Regions from separate parts of the Mus musculus genome. Here all the other regions are linked to region 3. A link is a contact called in public Hi-C and HiChIP or PLAC-seq data. All regions are on one chromosome and are shown on one strand. The core of a region is the stretch at or near the end of the contact, and the rest is flanking DNA. Distances in the headings are between cores, read along the strand shown.

Region 1 (4,111 bases), core at 193-2,692, 390 kb before region 3:
GTTCTCAGGTGTGTTGGGGTTCCCTGGACTGGGCGAAGTGGGTGTGCTGGGTTCTGGTGATGGTGAGTGGTCTTGGTTCCTGTTAGTAAGATTCCTCCGTTTACCTTTCGCCATCTGGTAATCTCTGGAGTTAGTAGTTATAGTTGACTCTGTTTAGAGATTGTTCTTCTGGTGATTCTGTTACCGTCTATCAGCAGACCTGGGAGACAGATTCTCTCCTCTGAGTTTCAGTGCTCAGAGCACTCTCTGCTGGCAAGCTCTCTTACAGGGAAGGTGCGCAGATATCTTGTATTTGGACCTCCTCCTGGCCGAAGAAGAAGGCCCAAAACAGGACCTTTCTCAGACACTGTGTTGCTTTGGCAGTTCCCAGGTGGTACAGACTCTCACCTAAGCAGACTAAATTCCTAAGTTCCTTGGAGTCCCGGGACCAAGATGGCGACCGCTGCTGCTGTGGCTTAGGTTGCCTCCCCAGCCGGGCGGGCACCTGTCCTCTGGTCCGGAAGGTGGCCGGCTGTCCCCGGCCCACACAGGGTGCTGCCTCAGCGCCTCTGTGCTTCTGCCTGTTCCAGAAGCTGTCAGGTTCTCTGGCGCACCCTCTCACCTGTTCAGACTAATTTCCTAAGTTCGGCGGGTCTCGGACCAAGATGGCGACCGCTGCTGCTGTGGCTTAGGCCGCCTCCCCAGCCGGGTGGGCACCTGTCCTCTGGTCCGGAAGGTGGCCGGCTGTCCCCAGCCCACGCAGGGTGCTGCCTCAGCGCCTCTGTGCTTCCGCCTGTTCCAGAAGCTGTCAGGTTCTCTGGCGCACCCTCTCACCTGTTCAGACTAATTTCCTAAGTTCGGCGGGTCCCGGACCAAGATGGCGACCGCTGCTGCTGTGGCTTAGGTCGCCTCCCCAGCCGGGCGGGCACCTGTCCTCCGGTCCGGAAGGTGGCCGGCTGTCCCCGGCCCACACAGGGTGCTGCCTCAGCGCCTCTGTGCTTCTGCCTGTTCCAGAAGCTGTCAGGTTCTCTGGCGCACCCTCTCACCTGTTCAGACTAATTTCCTAAGTTCGGCGGGTCCCGGACCAAGATGGCGACCGCTGCTGCTGTGGCTTAGGCCGCCTCCCCAGCCGGGTGGGCACCTGTCCTCTGGTCCGGAAGGTGGCCGGCTGTCCCCGGCCCACGCAGGGTGCTGCCTCAGCGCCTCTGTGCTTCCGCCTGTTCCAGAAGCTGTCAGGTTCTCTGGCGCACCCTCTCACCTGTTCAGACTAATTTCCTAAGTTCGGCGGGTCCCGGACCCTCACCTTCTTTTTCACTCTGCCGAGGGTTAGCTCTTTAAATGGCATTGTCATCCTGAGCATGGGGATGTCTTTGCCAAGGGCCCTGGCACCGTCACTGAGCCTCCAGACCTCTCTGGGTCACTGGCTACAGAGTACCTCATTCCTGACAGATCCTGGCACTTGTTAGCTGTGTGACATTGGTGAGGCACTTAAGCCTGACCTTCCTTGCAGACAGTCTGGTTTACTCCCCAAACTGGGGCTCCAAAGTCCCTGGTGAAGCATGTCACTGTTCTGGGTGAAGTGACATCAACCAATTAAAAACAGGACATTCGCTAATAAGGCACCTGCTTTGTCAGAGCACTAGTGGTGTGTGTGTGTGTGTGTGTGTGTGTGTGTGTGTGTGTGTGTGTTCGTTCTGGTGGTGGCAGCAATAGTGGTTGGGGGAAATGCTGATAGTGTGATGGTATTGGTAAGTGGAGGGCTGACTGTGTACTTCAGAAATGACAACTTGATAGTCTCATTACAGCAAATACAGCTATGCTCTTGGATAGTCAGGCTCTGTCTTAGGCTACTGTTGACTACCTCTTTTCTTCTGGTGCCTTTTGCATGTTTAAAGATACTTGAGAGGGAAACAATGTGGTAGACAACTTTCTCTTATAAAATGAAGATAATGTCCTCCCCCTTTAAGAGCAGTGATTCAGTGGTTGTGTAAGAGGCCAGCCATATTTAGAGCCCCTCGGTTTGGTGATGAGCTCTGAGGTACATCAAAGGCGGCATCACCTGTGGGAGGAGAGGTTGCTCACTGCAATTAAGCCTCCTCTCTGAAAGATGCTATTAAGATGGCCTGAAGACTAGTCACAGGACGGGAGAAAATATTTACAAAACACATGTCTGATAAAGGAGTTATATTCAAAGTATACACAGAGCTTGTGAACTCAATGATAAGAAAACAATTTAATCTAAATAGAGGCCTTATCAAATGAGATACTAGAAAGGCAAATGCTTGTGTGGATAGAGGAACAAAGTTATTTGTCATCAGGGAGTTACAAGATATCAAGACCATGAGGTATTATTACCCTGCAACTGTTAGAAGCCCAACCCAGTGTGAAAGGAGAGTTTCAGGCACTGCTTGTGAATGAAAGTTGTGCTTCTAATGTTTAGCTATGAAGAAAAGCATGGTCATTTCTTACAAAACTATTTAAATATACTCTCATCATGTAATGTAGCGATTGTATTTGCAGATATGTCTCAACTGGTTTAAAACAGGCCTGAAGAAAACCACACACTATCATCTTACTTGCATAATTAAGGCATGGGAAATTCATAGCCACACAATGTCCTGCAATAAGCAAACAACTAGACAAATTGTGGCATGTATGTAAGATGGAATATTATCTCATGATTTTTTTCCCTCCATGACAGGGTTTCTTCATTTTAGCCTTGGCTGTCCTGGAACTAGCTCTGCAGACCAGGTTGTCCTTGAACTCAAGAGATCCTCCTGCCTCTGCCTCCCAAGTGCTGGGATTAAAGACATGTACCACCATCACCCAGCATATTTCATGATTTTTGAAAACCAAGAAACTATCAAGTTATGAAAAGACAAAGCTAGATTATAGTACATGTTGCTAAATAAGGGAATCTTATCTGAAATGGCCACATACCATATAACCCCCACACATGTTCTAGAAACAGGAGCACCACAGCCACAATAAAAGGGTCAGTAGTTCCCAGGGTTCCCAAAGACTGAATAGAAGGTAATTTAGTAGCAAGTAATTTTCTATAGCACTTATTATTTTTTAAAAAAGATTTATTTATTTATATGTAAGTACACTGTAGCTGTTACAGATGGTTGTGAGCCAGTTGTAAGCCACCATATGGTTGTTGGGATTTGAACTCCAGACCTTCGGAAGAGCAGTCAGGTGCTCTTACCCATTGAGCCATCTCACCAGCCTCCTAGGAGGCACTTATTAAACTAAGTAGTACACAACTAACCTTAAAGTATCACATTTTGAGCATCATCCAAATGCTAAGCTTTCCAGGATAGATTTTTACAACGTGACAAAACAGTATAACCCTGAAGAGTTTTTAAACATTTATTTATTTTGTGTGTTTGAGCATTTTGCCTTCATGCACCAAGTGCTTGCCTGGTGGCCTCAGACCTCCTGGAAATGGTGTTAGGGATGGTTGTGAAATGCCTGTGTATGCTGGGAATCAACCAGGCTCCTATGGAAAAGTAGCCAGTGCTTTTAGCTGCTGAGTTATCTCTCTAGAACCACTCTTCCTCCCCCCACCCCAACATACTATTATTTAAATGTATGTAAAAATCACAGTGAAGGCTGGGGAGATGGCTCAGTCAGTGGTTAAGAACACCAACTGCTTTTTCAGACAGAGGTCATGAGTTCAGTTCCCAGAAACCACATGGTGGCTTACAACCATCTGTAATGGTTGCCCTCTGCTGGTGTGTCTGAAGACAGCTACAGTGTACACATATACATAAAATGAATAAATAATTTTAAAATCACAGTGAACGTTTGTGGTGGGGAATAAAACACTGCTGTCTTGAGTAACTTTGGTGATGAATGAGATCTACAAAATTAAAGGCAAAATGAGATGTGTTCAAGTCCTTGTTATGGTTTGACTCTGGAATGTCCAGCACAGGTTCACGTCCTGAATGGCTTCTCCTCGGCTCTAGATGCTGTTTTGAAGAAGTCAGATCTAGCTGGAAGAGTAGGTTACTAGGAATAGGCCCTTAAACGCTATGCCTGCCTCCTCATTCTGGCTTGCTTTTCTGCCTCCTGTGGTCTATACCATATGGCAGTTCCCACAGGGATGGATCGAACTGTTCCCCTGTGA
Region 2 (4,006 bases), core at 523-3,022, 450 kb before region 3:
GGTCCAAAGCTCCGGTGCGGCCTATCAGCTTTCCGTTTTATGTGGTTGAGGAAGGGGCTCATGTGCAGGAGCAGGAGCCGGAGACAAAGAGGTAAGCTGAGAATAAATCCGCAGAACGCCGCACCTCAGACATCTCAACTGTTCTCCACAATTCATCTTTAGAGCTTCTTTAGAAAGAGAATAATATGATTTGACTAGCTTTTTGGTTTGGTTTGGTTTGGTTTTGGTTTTTCAAAACAGGATTTCTCCAAGTCCTGGAACTGTCCTGGAACTCTCTTCTCTGTAGACCAGGTACGCCCTGAACTCACAGCGATTTACCCGCCTCTGCTTTACAGTGCTAGGATTAAAGGCGTGCACCAGCACTGCCCGGCTTGATTAATATTTTTAAATAAGTAGTGTTGACACGGCTTTGCAAACACATCAAGGAGTCCTATGTAGTTTGAACTAATAATTTTTAAGTGCAGAAATTTTTAAAAGGGATAATCAGAGACAAAATTATGTATGTGCAAGACTATACATTGAAGTGTGTTCATTATGACACGACATGCTAAGTAATTAACAATGATCAGAAAAATTATGATATGCTCAGCAGCTAGATTGTTGTAAATGAATGCATCCAATAATATTTAAAGATACAGGGAAGGACTGGGGAGATGGCTCAAGCCCTTAAAAATGCTCGCCATGAATATCTGACTCCCCAGGTTCAAGCCTAGAACCCGGCTGACGTAGTGGTCCTCCTCTGCGATGCCAGCACTCTTGCAGTGAGATGAGAGGAAGGGGCAGAAGAATGGCCGGGAAGTTCATGGGCCAGCTAACCTGGAGCCCACAGCACTGCAGTAGAAATGAAAGATCCTGTGCCTCAGCCAACTCTCAAAAGGTGTCCTCTGACCTCCAGGTGCACACAGGCTGTGTCAGCCCTCCCTGAAATAAATATGGGTTTTCAAAGTGTCTTTCAAGGTACACAAAAGCATTCACAATAAAGTTCAACTAACCAAGACAAGTTACAAACAGCAATGCAGTGAATTGATTCTATTTTAAGAATAAAGGAGAACTACGCAGACTAAATAGTAGGACTTGAACCCTGACCCCTCAAATTCAAATAGCGGGCATTAATAATTTCCTTTTTTCCAAGTTCTCTTTTTTAATGATACAGTTGCTTATTTGTAAAATTTCTAGATATGTGCTCTCCTTCTCCCCTTGCCTTACCCCCTCTCTCCATGTGGCCATGCCCTCTACTTCTCTCGCCCCCCACCTCTGCCTTTCTACAATAGTCTATTTTACTAATAGCAAAAAAGTCAAAACCTAAAATATATTAAAATTATGTTTTATATATATGTATGTATGTGTGATTATATATATAATATATATTAATATATATAATATATATTAATTACACACACATACATAGTCTCCATAAATGTAGAATGAATTCATAGCTGTGCTGGCTAATTTTATGTCAACATGGCAAAAGCTAGAGTCATCTGAAAAGAGGGAATCTCAATTCAGAAAAAAGGCCTCTGTAGGACTGTGAAAGGCAGTCTGTGTTCTTGTCGAATGAGGCATACTCGGGAGACCCAGTAGAAAAATCTACAAAGGACCGAATGCTTAAGCGATGCTCCCAGACACAAGCTCCTGACACGTCAACTCTTCAACTCCATAATCCTGTGATGATCAGTCATGTAGACAATGTCCCAAGCTCCTGGTATTTTGGCTATAGCTCCACCCCACAGTTACCTGGCAACAGCAAGGTAGCCCAGCCCACAATAAAAGGGGCTGCTCGGGGCCCCTCCTCTCTCTCTTAAGCTTTTGCTCTCTCTTTGTCTCTTACCTCTCGCTCTCCTCTCCTTCTCCCCTTCCCTTTCCCCCTCTCTTCATGTGTTCATGCCCTCTACTTCTCTGCCCTTCTCTCTCTCTCTGTCTTTCTACAATAAATGCCTTCAAACCATGGACCGTATCTGCTCATCAAGATCCACCTTACTGGAGCAATAGGACAGGCTTCCCGCACCAAGCCCAGCGTGTAACCTCCTGCCGGGAGGCCTTCCTGTGCTCCAGCAGCCAACCCAAGCTGCCCACCGAACTAGCAGTCTGAGCTAGCCAGACTCTCTTGTCCCCGTGGTAACCCACTAGAGTTCTCCCCTTAACCTTTCCCCTTCCGCCCCCAGGCCAGAGTCTGCCTGAGGTTCTGTTCTCAGCTCTTCCAAGACATACAGTGGTCTGGGATGTCCAAGAGCGAGAACCTGTTGTCCGTCCCTGCCCCCGGACGGCCCAAGGATTCCAAAACTGGCTCTCCTCTGTGGTGCCCATGAGTTGGGGCTGAGACTGCGCCTCCCCCCTGCCCCCCGGAGTGGAGTCCTGTGGCCTATGAGGCCCTACGCCTGTCCCACGTTGGTTCTGTGGGGTCCCGCGGCAGTCTCCCCTAGCTCTGGTGGAACATGGGTCTCTTCCACCCCTTTATTTCCCCACACACGTTGCCCCACAGGTCTCCCTCCATAAGTTTCAACTGCATCAGGTCCTGCCTCCAGGTTCCATCCCTGCTTGAATTCCTGTCCTGGCTTTGTAATGAACGACTATGTGGAACTATAAACCAAACAAATAAACTGTCCCCGCCCCCCAACTTGCTTTGGTCATGGTGTTTTATCACAGTGATAGCGAGCCTAGCAAGGACAATAGCTTTGACAACCTAGAAATATATATATATATATTTTTTAATGATCACTCTGGGAGGCATTGTGCAGAACAGATTGAGAAGAGGCTTATGTGGGAGGGAGAGAAATAAATGAGATGATTCCATGCTCACTGCCCAAACAAAAGGCAGCGAGGTTTCATGAAGGAGGGCAAAGTAGATATGGATTCTAGACACAGGAAGGATTAAAACAGGAAAGGCTTCTTCCTCTGTACGAATGGAGGAACCCAGAGGCAAGCACAGTGGCCACATTTCAGACCCTAATAGTCCTCCAGCGTGTGTCCTGATCTTAGAGGGTAAAGGCAGTTTGGAGAAGACAGCTACAGCTTAAGTCCTGCTTTGGGCATGGGTTTGAGCTATTCATGGGATATTGAGATAGACAAGTCCGGTCAATGAAAGTTGTGTATGCAGTTGTATAATTCACTGGTACCTACTTCCTGATCATCTACAGTGTTCTTCCAAATGTCTGGCTTGCACACACAACAACATATACAACAAAGCAGAGCTTTTGTTCCAGTTGGGGACTAGATGCTTTAAGCTCAGTATAGACATCTGGGCTGAAGGCAGACTTCCAGAGTCAACAGGCAGGAGATGGTTACAATAGACATCTGTGCTGGAGATAAACATTAGGACTCAACACCTGGAGGTGGTGGGCGGAAACCCTGGGAGATGTGAGTGAGACGTGCTCCTGAGTAAGGCAGGAAGGGGGAGAAGGTGGGCTGGTTTGGGGTCAGGTTCAGTAAGGCTATTGCTTTTCTGTGGAGCAGAGGACCTCACTACTCTGACTGACACTTGTCAGAAAATGGCTTTACCCATGATAATTACTTTCTAACTCTGTCCAACCCCCCGGGAGACTGGCAGATCCCCGTATCTCTCCTGGACTTGGTTTTCCGAAACAGTGATGATGAAGTTTTAACCTGCTTTGATCTCTTTCCTGCCTCGGGGATTGGAATGTTCTTCCTTCTGTCCTTCCAGTCCTTGATCCTCCTTGTCATTAAGATCCCAGCTTACCTCACCCTTCTGAAGGAGGAATTCTTTGATCGTCTGGTATAAAGCTGTGTTCGTTTTCAGTCAACTTGTCATAAGGTAGGGTCATCTAAGAAGCAGGAACTTCAGTTGAGAAAATGCCCCCATCAGATTACTCTATGGGTAAACCTGGGGGAGAATGATTAGTGATTGATGAGGGGTAGGGGGAGCTCACTGTGGGCAGTGCCATTCCTGGGTAAGTGATACTGGGTTGTGTAAGAAAGCAGGCTGAGCAAGCCATGGGAAGCGAGCCAGTGAGATTGGTTCCTCCACCGTCTTCCCTTCAGTTCCTGCCTC
Region 3 (4,043 bases), core at 787-3,286:
AATCTTGCTTTGAGCTCTCAAGTTTATGTTCCTTCCTTTGCATCTTGCTACTTGGGAGAGAAATGCTGATCAGAATTGGAGTCCTGGAAAGCCTGATCAAATATACAGTTACAAAGACTGGTTGGTTTAAGAACGAGGTCCCACCCTGGAAACCATGAGAGCCCTGCCTGCTGTCCTCTGGTCTTCCTGACTCCCTGCTGAGCCTCATTCAGTGAGGAACTGACATCCATCTTCTGATTTGAACCACAAAGCTTTTAGAGCGCCAGTATTTTATCTACATTTGATCTTCCCCAGAAATTGGAGTGGCTTCAAGGCTTCAGAAAGCTCTCTGCCTCGTCTAGACTGAGTCTTGTGGGAAGGTGGTTTCCTCTTAGTCCCAGCATGTGTGGCAGCCCTGTCTCATGAGCTGTCTAACTGACAGACTTTCACTTTTAAGGATTTACAAAACCAGGGTCCCCCTAACCCAACCCTGCCACACCCTCATTTTCATCCTCATTGGATTCATGATTGCTAGGGGTTGAGAAAATTAGGACTAATTTTCTCTGTCTTTCTTAGTTGACTTGTGGTTATTTATTGAGTATATCTGCTCTGCAGGCCAATGGTAAGGGGTAGGGATGCTGGGACAAAGAAATGTGAGGTCTTTTTCCATCTTTCATCCCTGTTTCAATCTGACTCCAGGAAAAATAGTAGAACTCATGCAGCAAGTTAAATGGAGCAAATTTAACAGTGGCAATGAACTAATAAGAACTGTGAGGCTACAGAGACGGAGAGACAGTGGTTTAGAGACTAAGGACAGAGCAAGCGGCAGCCATCCATCCATAGGGCTGTAAGGAGCACGAAAGGTGAGCTCCTTACTAAAAGTCTGGAGAGCACAGCATAATGAGGATGCAGAGGAAGAAGTTGAACCAAGAGTGCTAAGACAGCAGAGAGTAGGCAACCAGAAACACACTCCAGAACAGTGGCAGGCATAGGAGGACCCCAGCATCTTCTCCTGCCATCCAACCTTTTCCCCAGCATCTCTGACCGGAAGATGAACAGGATGCCACAAGAGTCTGATAACAAGAGCTTACAGGGGCAGCTTTCTGCACTACAGGGTATGGAAGGGTGGGGAGAGGAAGAAGGACCGTCAAACTTCTCCCTTCCTTTTCTCCAGTCTCACCATCTTCCCTCCTTCCGCCTTCAGTTATTACCACACTGAAACATCAGATATGATAAAAGGTTTGTTCCATATCCGATCTTAAACCACTTAGTGTCTTCAAAACCAGAGCTCAATGTCTTCCTTTGTACCCATAGCCTTGATGAAGCTGGGTTTGTCCTCCTGGTCAAATATCACTTTTCAGCTCTTTCCTACTACCTACGAGATGGTTCTTGGAAGGCAAAGACCTAGATCTGCCTTTTTGCTTGTCTCCTTGTCTTTGGCCAGCCTTTTCTGGATGCTAGGTCTGAACAAAATAGCACATTTGCACAAGAAGACAGGACAGAAAGTCTTGGGTGTTTTCAAATTGGTTATATCAATTAAACCAGGGGATCAGAAGCCCAGTTCAGAAACTTGAGACAAAACTGGGAACCTAAGGCATCTCATCGCCAGTGGAAGCACACAGAAAGGGGACTGAACAGACTTGGAACAAGTAGGCTGCAAAAGGGCTTTTGTTAACTGGCTCAACTGCATAACACGTTGCTCTGGTCTGAAGATGGGGTATTGGCTCCATTCCTTTCAGGGTGGTAGAGCTCATCAGAGCATTGCATATTCCTTTAAGCTAGGGCAGACATAGACTTCCCTAAAAGTGCCAGATAGTAAATCTTCTAGGCTTTGCTGGAAACACGATCTCTGATGCAACTGACTGGACTGCATCATTAAAGAGCCAAAGCAGCCACAGATAATATGTCAACAAGTGGGTGTGGCTGCGCTCCACCCAAATCACTTAGGAAATGGAAATTAGCCTTCAGGCTGAGTTCCAGTAACTGGTGGGGATGTGGGGAGGCTTTGTCTCCAGGCTGGATAGCCAGCACCATAGTAAGGGCCCTTGGGTTTCAGAAACAATTCCATGATTGGGTATCACTGTGATTCACCGTCTATCGTGCTTCCCTAACCTGTGCCCTCCCTAACCTGTGCCCTTCCTAGCCTGTGCCCTCCCTAACCTGTGCCTTCCCTAACCTGTGCCTTCCCTAACCTGTGTCTCCTCTAAGCTCCTCAGTAACTTCTCTTGTTACTGTCTGGTATGTCGTGCTGGGTTCCTCTGAGCCTATGCTCACTCACTGCAGCCTCTCCAGCACTGCCTATCTTCTCTTTGCTTGGAAATTGCTCGTCCTTTCCTATCAGCTGCATGTACTGGAGGTGTGTGAAACATGGAGAGTTATGGCAAATGCTCTCAGTACATCCAGACTACATTAAATAATCTCTGTGAGATAGCTATTGCTTTTTTGGTTCCCAAAATGATATTTTGCACTTGAAGAACTAAATGACACTAGCAGTAGATAGTGGATGCCATAGCTGGATTACAGAGTATTGTTTTTTAGGATACCATCAAGTGATAACTTATTATCTTATAGAGTAGGAAGTTTAGCAATGAGATCCTCATAGTTTCTCTGCCCCCCACCCCCACCCCAAAAGACTATCAGCAGGCTATGGATAGGAAGCATTTAGTATCAATTACACTCCCAGCAACGAGCTGGGTGGCATGCCTCCTGGCTTCCTCTTAACCTCTCTTGAACTTGGTAGCATAATGTTAGCTTCACCAGGCTTCCTTTAGGGGCCCTGAAATCCTCTGTGATTTCTCCTATCACGTCTTCTAGCAGAAGAACAAATTCACCTTACTCCCCGTATTCTCTGATAATGTACTTATATATTTTACAAAACTGATGATAGCATTTCCGTGTGTGTGTGTGTATGTGTGTGTGTTGTATTATATATATATTACCATATATATTTTCTGGGACAGTGTTTCTCTGTGTAGCTGTCCTGTAACTCATTTTGTGGACCAGGCTGGCCTTGAACTCAGATATCTGCCTGCCTCTGCCTCCAAGTGCTGGGATTAAAGGCATGTGCCACCACCCAGCTACTCTTACAATTTAACATATGCACCTAAATTTCAAATTTCCTAGTAGACTTCAAGATTAGCCAATCTCTGTATCCAAAAGCAATATGCATACTTAATGAGTGTGTAATATGTCTTTGTCGTACTACTGTTGCCAAGTTTTATACTTGTAGTTTGTTTAATCCATTCATAAGAAGGTTGTTATTTTTATTGTCCCTATAGCATATCCAATGCTTCCATAGACTCAATTCATTTTCCCTTTCTTATTTTTCTTATCTTTACTTCTACAAGTTCTCTTTTTTAGTGAAGTGCTTTGGATGGCTAAGTGGGTATAGAGAGATCTCTTCATGCTAACTTGATTTCAACATATACTTTCAAAAATCTTTTTATTGTCCTTCTGTGGCTTGACTATTTGCGCATTTTAGGGCCATTTATATTGAATAACTATTAACTACAATTTCTCCTGCTTTGGATCTTGGCAATCCTTCTGATATGCACTGCCTGTTGTTTATATTTTGGAATTCCTGCATCGTGAGCTGATGGTCTGTGTAAATTAGCTCACATGGGTCTTCTTCATATCACATCCACACTGCACTGTGGACTGCTGTCTGGGTTCCTCAGTGTGAAGGAACTAGTATGTATCTAGGGATGAAGAGTGAGAATTCCAGTACTTGGAATCCCTTGGATCAATTTTGACTGTGGGATTCACTCCCCAAAGTTGTGGAAAGTAGAAAAGTAAAAGACTTCCCAGCTCTCCAGCCACAGATGCTACAGGGGAGACTTAAGGACATCAGCAGACAAGAGGCATGAAGGTTTTGCAGCACCTTCCAGATAGTCTCTTGAGAAGAAGATGAACATGCACTGAACAAACACTCTCTATAAAGAGTCAGTCTCCTATTTTAACTCTTGCAAGTCTTTCATGACTTTTCTTATGCATTCCTAGATTTTTCTCTACTTCCCTATTTAATTAGAAACTTCTTATTCAGCCAGAAAGACAGTAATAGCCTA

The links. Hi-C and Micro-C count contacts between places; a contact is called where the count stands out from the background. HiChIP or PLAC-seq counts read pairs in DNA pulled down with a chosen protein or histone mark.
Region 1: a Hi-C map of embryonic stem cells shows a contact between it and region 3, with 2.1 times the contacts expected there. The contact joins two enhancer-like sites. A contact is called at or near these places in 1 of 484 Hi-C or Micro-C datasets (embryonic stem cells) and 2 of 115 datasets of contacts at active chromatin or transcription factors (acute myeloid leukemia and embryonic stem cells).
Region 2: an H3K27ac HiChIP or PLAC-seq map of embryonic stem cells shows a contact between it and region 3, with 7 read pairs. The contact joins two enhancer-like sites. A contact is called at or near these places in 2 of 115 datasets of contacts at active chromatin or transcription factors (craniofacial prominence and embryonic stem cells).

What each region holds. Positions count from the first base shown.
Region 1 is chr4:105,298,104-105,302,214 of GRCm38.p6, forward strand. No RefSeq gene overlaps it. Among named protein-coding and RNA genes, the nearest start is that of Gm40217, 19 kb to the right of the region's middle. Within about 2 kb of position 1,443, at least 4 of the 459 cell types and tissues checked have an H3K27ac peak or open chromatin away from gene starts, as enhancers often do. A contact at or near this core is called in embryonic stem cells, where this site is marked.
Region 2 is chr4:105,238,704-105,242,709 of GRCm38.p6, forward strand. No RefSeq gene overlaps it. Among named protein-coding and RNA genes, the nearest start is that of Gm40217, 78 kb to the right of the region's middle. Within about 2 kb of position 1,773, at least 11 of the 459 cell types and tissues checked have an H3K27ac peak or open chromatin away from gene starts, as enhancers often do. A contact at or near this core is called in embryonic stem cells, where this site is marked.
Region 3 is chr4:105,690,700-105,694,742 of GRCm38.p6, forward strand. No RefSeq gene overlaps it. Among named protein-coding and RNA genes, the nearest start is that of Gm29922, 150 kb to the right of the region's middle. Within about 2 kb of position 2,037, at least 14 of the 459 cell types and tissues checked have an H3K27ac peak or open chromatin away from gene starts, as enhancers often do. A contact at or near this core is called in embryonic stem cells, where this site is marked.